Linked DNA regions of Mus musculus: region 1 is linked to region 2. Evidence: chromatin contacts called from public HiChIP or PLAC-seq data. All regions are on one chromosome and are shown on one strand. The core of a region is the stretch at or near the end of the contact, and the rest is flanking DNA. Distances in the headings are between cores, read along the strand shown.

What was found. HiChIP or PLAC-seq counts read pairs in DNA pulled down with a chosen protein or histone mark.
Region 1: a contact with region 2 is called in an H3K27ac HiChIP or PLAC-seq map of embryonic stem cells, with 10 read pairs. The contact joins two enhancer-like sites. A contact is called at or near these places in 4 of 484 Hi-C or Micro-C datasets (Sertoli cells, brown adipocytes, liver and 1 more), 5 of 115 datasets of contacts at active chromatin or transcription factors (double positive thymocytes, embryonic stem cells and stem cell-derived neural progenitor cells) and 3 of 9 other capture datasets (adipose tissue, liver and pancreatic islet).

Annotation. Positions count from the first base shown.
Region 1 is chr1:55,197,572-55,200,271 of GRCm38.p6, reverse strand. The region is part of intron 5 of Rftn2 (raftlin family member 2); the gene reads left to right. Among named protein-coding and RNA genes, the nearest start is that of Gm51743, 3.1 kb to the left of the region's middle. Within about 2 kb of position 1,346, at least 14 of the 459 cell types and tissues checked have an H3K27ac peak or open chromatin away from gene starts, as enhancers often do. A contact at or near this core is called in embryonic stem cells, where this site is marked.
Region 2 is chr1:55,107,406-55,110,146 of GRCm38.p6, reverse strand. No RefSeq gene overlaps it. Among named protein-coding and RNA genes, the nearest start is that of Hspe1, 21 kb to the right of the region's middle. Within about 2 kb of position 1,461, at least 15 of the 459 cell types and tissues checked have an H3K27ac peak or open chromatin away from gene starts, as enhancers often do. A contact at or near this core is called in embryonic stem cells, where this site is marked.

The DNA of each region.
Region 1 (2,700 bases), core at 97-2,596, 90 kb before region 2:
TGTCCCTTAGCATTGCCCTGAGTTCATCTCCTTAGCCAGCTCCCCTCTCATCTCCCTCAGCTCTCCCCAGTCTCTCTTTTATCTCTTATTATTTCCCAGAATCCTCTCTCTTCCTGCCAGTGTCCCACCTTCTATTTCCTGCCTCAGCTCATTGGCCAATAGCTTGTTTATTGATAGGTGATCATTATAAGAGATTCTCTCTACAAGGTAGAATGTATGCTCATTTTTCATTTGTTAATTAACTAATCAATCCAATTCACTAGTTAATTCTGTGGAAGTGTGTGGTGTGTGCTCGCCACTGTACACATGTGGCAGTCAAAGGACAGCACATGAGACGCTGATCAGTTCTCTCCTTCCACAATGTGAGTTTTAGGGATTAAAATCAGATCCCAGGCTTGTCTGCAAGTCTCCCTAAGCAGAGTATGTGATCTTAACCATCATGCAGAATAGTTATTTCATTTCATTAGTTGAAGATTTTAATAAGGAGTCATTGATCTGATTTGCATTTTTAAAGGACCTCTCTAGCCCCATTTTGGGACATGGACCATAAATGGCGAGAGTAGAGAGGCTGATGTTTAGTTACTTTGTGATGACAAAACACCATAATCAAGGAAACTCATTAAAAAAAAAAAAACTATTTTTACCAGGTGGTGGTGACAGTAGTGCACACACCTTAATCTCAGCACTCAGGAGGCAGGGACATGTAGATCGCTGTGAGCTTGAGGCCAGCCTGATCTACAAAGCTAGTTCCAAGTCAGCCAGGGCTTCACAAAGAAATCTTGTATGGGAAAACAAAACAAACAAACAAAAAACAAAACATTTACATTAAAGAAACCTATGCTTGCTAAGGCTTTCCTACACAGAAGTAAGAAATGCATTTGGCTAGTGTTAGTATCCAGGAAAAGGGTTGGGTGGGGAGGGAGGAGGGGAACGGAAGAGGGGCAAGGGGAGGGGGAGAGGGAGAGAGAGAACAGTGTGTCAGGCCAGAGCTTCTGATCATGTGCAGCACCATGAATTTTGACACACTTGAAACCTGGTCATCCTGCCTCCATCCATGCCCACCCCCACCCCACCCCCACCCCCACCCCCATAGTGGGCATGGGCTCATTGGCTGGGAAGCTCTGGGGTTTGCCATATGAAGGGCCAACGCTGTAAGCCCAGCAGTGTGTGTGTGGGTGTGGGTGGGGGGTGTCTGCAGTGACTCCTCCCCCATTATCTGGAGGTAAGTACCCATTTATCACAGCCCCACAGCCTTCCCTGCAACTCGTCCTTGCTGCTACTCCCAGAGCTGCTGCCCTAGTGTGAGCACCGAGAGAGCCACCTGGAGTCTTATTCTCTAGTCCAGATAAGCCTTGAACTCAGCAAAATCCTTCCTCCTTAGCCACACAGGCATTAGCTACCCCCCACAGCCAGATTGTTTGTAGTCTTTTGTATATCTGGCTTCCTTTGTACAACATAGTTTCTTTGAAATTCACTAACAATATTACATTACAATGAGCCTCGCTTTCATCTCTGTGTAGTTTGGGTTGTACTTGCTTTCTTTTAAACCACAGGGTTTAGAAATGGGTCAGTGGGGTGGTTCCCTGAGTTAAGGTTTTTGCAGCCATGCCTGTTGGCTGGGATCCACACAAGGCTTTTAGAAGAGAACTTGGCTTCCCGGAGTTGTCTTAGAACCTCCACAACACACACACTGGTAGGTAGATAGATGGGAAGATAGGTAGATGGATAGATAAATAGATACATGTAAATTTTTTTAAATGTAAAACTTATATTTATGCTAGGTAGCACATGCCTTTTATCCCAGAGACGGATCTCTGATTCTGAGGCCAGCATAGTTTAGGAAGCTCCAGGCTACTCTGTCTCCAAAAGAAAGAAAAAGTTACAAGTACATATCTTCCAGCATTGAAGTCAGAAAAAGTGGTTTTCACACTGTAAAGTTCCGAAGGAAGCAGAGGGGCAGGCTGTAACTATGTAACTACTGCAATGTTAAATTAGTTTAAAGTTCACATCCCCGGGATTCTTAAAAAAGTCTTGAAATAAGCAGCTCTATTTCTCAGCTCTAATTAACTAGTGTCTGTGGTGCTCTGGTGGGGGCCGGTCAAAGATAATGGACAGATAATACAAGTAGAAACCAGCTCCAACTGTAAATTATACTTTACTGGGCTTCTACGAACTATTTTTATTTTTTTAAAGGTTTATTTATTTATTTTATGTATGTGAGTACACAGTAGCTGTACAGATGGTTGTGAGCCTTTATGTGATTGTTGGGAATTGAATTTTTAGGACCTCTGCTTGCTCCGGTTGGCCCCACTTGCTCAGTCCATGCTCGCTCCAGCCCAAAGATTTATTTATTATTATACATAAGTACACTGTAGCTGACTTCAGATGTACCAGAAGAGGGCGTCAGATCTCATTACAGGTGGTTGTGAGCCACCATGTGGTCGCTGGGATTTGAACTCAGGACCTTTAGAAGAACATTCAGTGCTCTTACAGGCTGAACCATCTCACCAGCCCCAAACTATCTTTTTTTTTTTTTTTAAGTGCATTCTCTGCTGCGTTCTGCCTCTGCCCTAAATGGAAGTTTAAAAAAAAAAAAAAAAAAAAAAAAAGCAAGCTAGGTGCCAGGTGTGGTGGCACAAACCTTTAATCTCAGTACTTGGGAGGCAGAGGCAAGTAGACCTTTGAATTCCAGTCCAGCCT
Region 2 (2,741 bases), core at 212-2,711:
CCATGTTACAGCTCTTTTAGAAAACAGCTTTCTTAGAAGATGGTCAACAAAACAGATGGTGCTCTTTAGTCAGGGTGAACAAGGACTATATAAATTTTGGAAAATGGGAAGGAGTTCTTAGGGTAAAGTTTCATGGGCTGAGGTTTAAGGTTCTGGGGAGGGGATACCTCATTTGCATAGAGAGGCATCCCTGGAAGTTGAACTTGTAATTTTGCCCAGGATTGCATGGCATTCAAGGTAGAGTGTGGGGGTTGAACTCTCTAGATAGGGTAGAGAAGAGACAGCCCTGTTGGGAAAGGGAGTCCTCCGTTTTGTGCCAAGCTCAGGGGAACTATCTAGACATGGTAGATGTCAACCTTAAGCGGCAGGCAGGGTTTCCCAACAGCTATGTAGCTGTGGCTGTCTTTGAACCCATTATGTAGCCCTGAGAAGGCTAAGTTGATTCCATGACAAGCTTTAAGTTGCCAGTTCAGGAGACTGGGCCTAAGAACTGAGCAAGTCCAGGCAAACCCAGGCAAGTCAGTTACTAGCACAAAAACAAAAGCAAGCCAGGCTTCAGGCAGCTAGTCAGAAACTGCCCTGCCATCAGAAGCTGCCCCTCTGCCACCTGACCTGAGGAAAGGACAATGGGTCAGCAGTAGTTTCCAGACCTCCTCTGCAACAGTTTCCAGCACCCCCACCCCCACCCCACCCCCAGGCTCCAGCAGTGGTCCTGAAACATCCTTAGAGGTAGAGCCAAGACTAAGATAGCCATCACCAGCCTTTCCCAGGAATTCTCCTAATGTGCTTTAAGTCCGGCCTGAGAACTCACTTCAGGGTTTCTCTATCTTGGTAATGGGAAACCCCAGCATGCTGGATTTCTGCAGAGTAAAACACCCTTTGTGTTTACACGCTATTTGAGTCTGAGGTATTCTTCAGCAAATCATGGACCTTCACAGCCCAACCTGGCCTCAGATTTACAGTGATCGTCCTGTCTAAGCCACGTGAGTGCTAAAGCACACAAGACTTAAAATGAATGGAAATGCCAATGTGTAGAGAATACTATGCTACAGAGTAGAATGCTGAAGTTTTGAAGCAGACAGTTGGCATTTTGTTTAGGCTCCACCCCACAGTTACCTGGCAATAGCCATGTGCGCCTGACTCAACTATAATAGGGGTCGCTTGCCCCCTCCTCTCTCTCTTGCTTTCTTGTTCCTGCTCTATCCCCTTGCTCCTGCTCCCCCTCTCTTTCCCATCCCCCCCCCCCATGTGCTTATGGCCGGCCTCTACTCCTCTACTCTCTCTCTTTCTCTGCCTTTCTCTGTCTCTACTACCCTCTCAACTCCCTTCCCCGTGCCCCAAGGTCCTGACCCCCATGACACACTTCCTCCAAGAAGACCAAGCCTCCTAATCTGTTCAAATAGTGCCACTCCCAACGAGACTATTAAGGCCATTTTCATTCAAATCATCACAGAGTGAGGCAAAGTCAGAGAGAATTGTTGGAATGCAGCCCAGAGAACAAGGCTTGGTGAACAATGCCTTAAGGAACCATGATTGAGGCTCCAGAAAAAAAAAGGCAGAGGACCTTTTACCTAAAGTGTATTTTGTTCCCTGAATTGTTCTTGGACATGATTTCATGCCTCTGTGACAAATTTTTGCATTCAATTTATAAGACATGTTTATTCTTGTTGGATTTCAGAACATAGCTATAGAACCCAATCTGCTGAAAGGCTCTGCTGAGCGCTGTCCTCAGTGTACCCTGGATCTGGATCTGGATCTGGCCTTCTGCTTTGGTTTCATGCTTTCCCAGACAGAATCTATTGTATGTGCCAGGCAATTGTGTTTAAATCGATCTGTCCTGAGATGGCTCTGAGAAAGGGCTGCTCTGTTAGTATTTAGTATGAGCTTGCGGTCATTTGTTTACATAGTTTTCTGATTATGTTTTTCTGAACTCAAACTGTAAGACTCCGACCTTCAGTCAGTCCCTTCAAGACGCCCCCGAATGAGACACCAAGATGCAGATCAATGCAAACGCAAGAGGTTTATTTTCTGGCATGTCGGGGTCAACCCTCATCAGTCCCTTAAGGCAAGTGACAAGAAGGCGACCTCGACTGGCTATTACAAGCAGTTTTTATACTTTTTAGGGGCACAGGTTACATCAGCAAGGTAACATTCAAACTTATTGGGTAAGCTTATTGACTTTTAAATCTATTGGCTAACAAGCATGACACGCATTTGAACTCTACCTGGGACTTTCCAGAGGGTCAAATAACTATCAATCAGTACATTTTGAAAAGTTTTTACTCAAGAATGTTCCTTTGGGTAGAGAATGGAACTTGGCCTACCCTTGACCCCAGGCAGGAGGAGGAAGCTGTAAGGAGAGTGTGGGACTGGAACAAACCCTCAGGGGCCCTCATTCTCCCCCTTTTTCTTGTATAAGCTCCAATCCTAGAGCTATGCTCAGGGGTCTTGGGTAACTAACTCATATTCTTCAGGTCCTGTCCTCAGGGATATTGTTGGCACAGGACCATCAGTCATACTGCTCTTATTCTCTCTTTTATGACGACTACGCTTGGCTAGCCCTTCTTTCACCTTGGCCATTGAATCGTTAACTAGCCCCAGAATGGCCTCCAGTGTGTGCTTCCCAATGTTTCACATGCCCAGGTAGCACAGAAAAGGTGGTTGCTCCCCTCTCCCACTGATGGGCCTGCTACCGGCTTCTCCCATCTCAGGGGCACACATGTATAGTGGTTTCTCCAAGA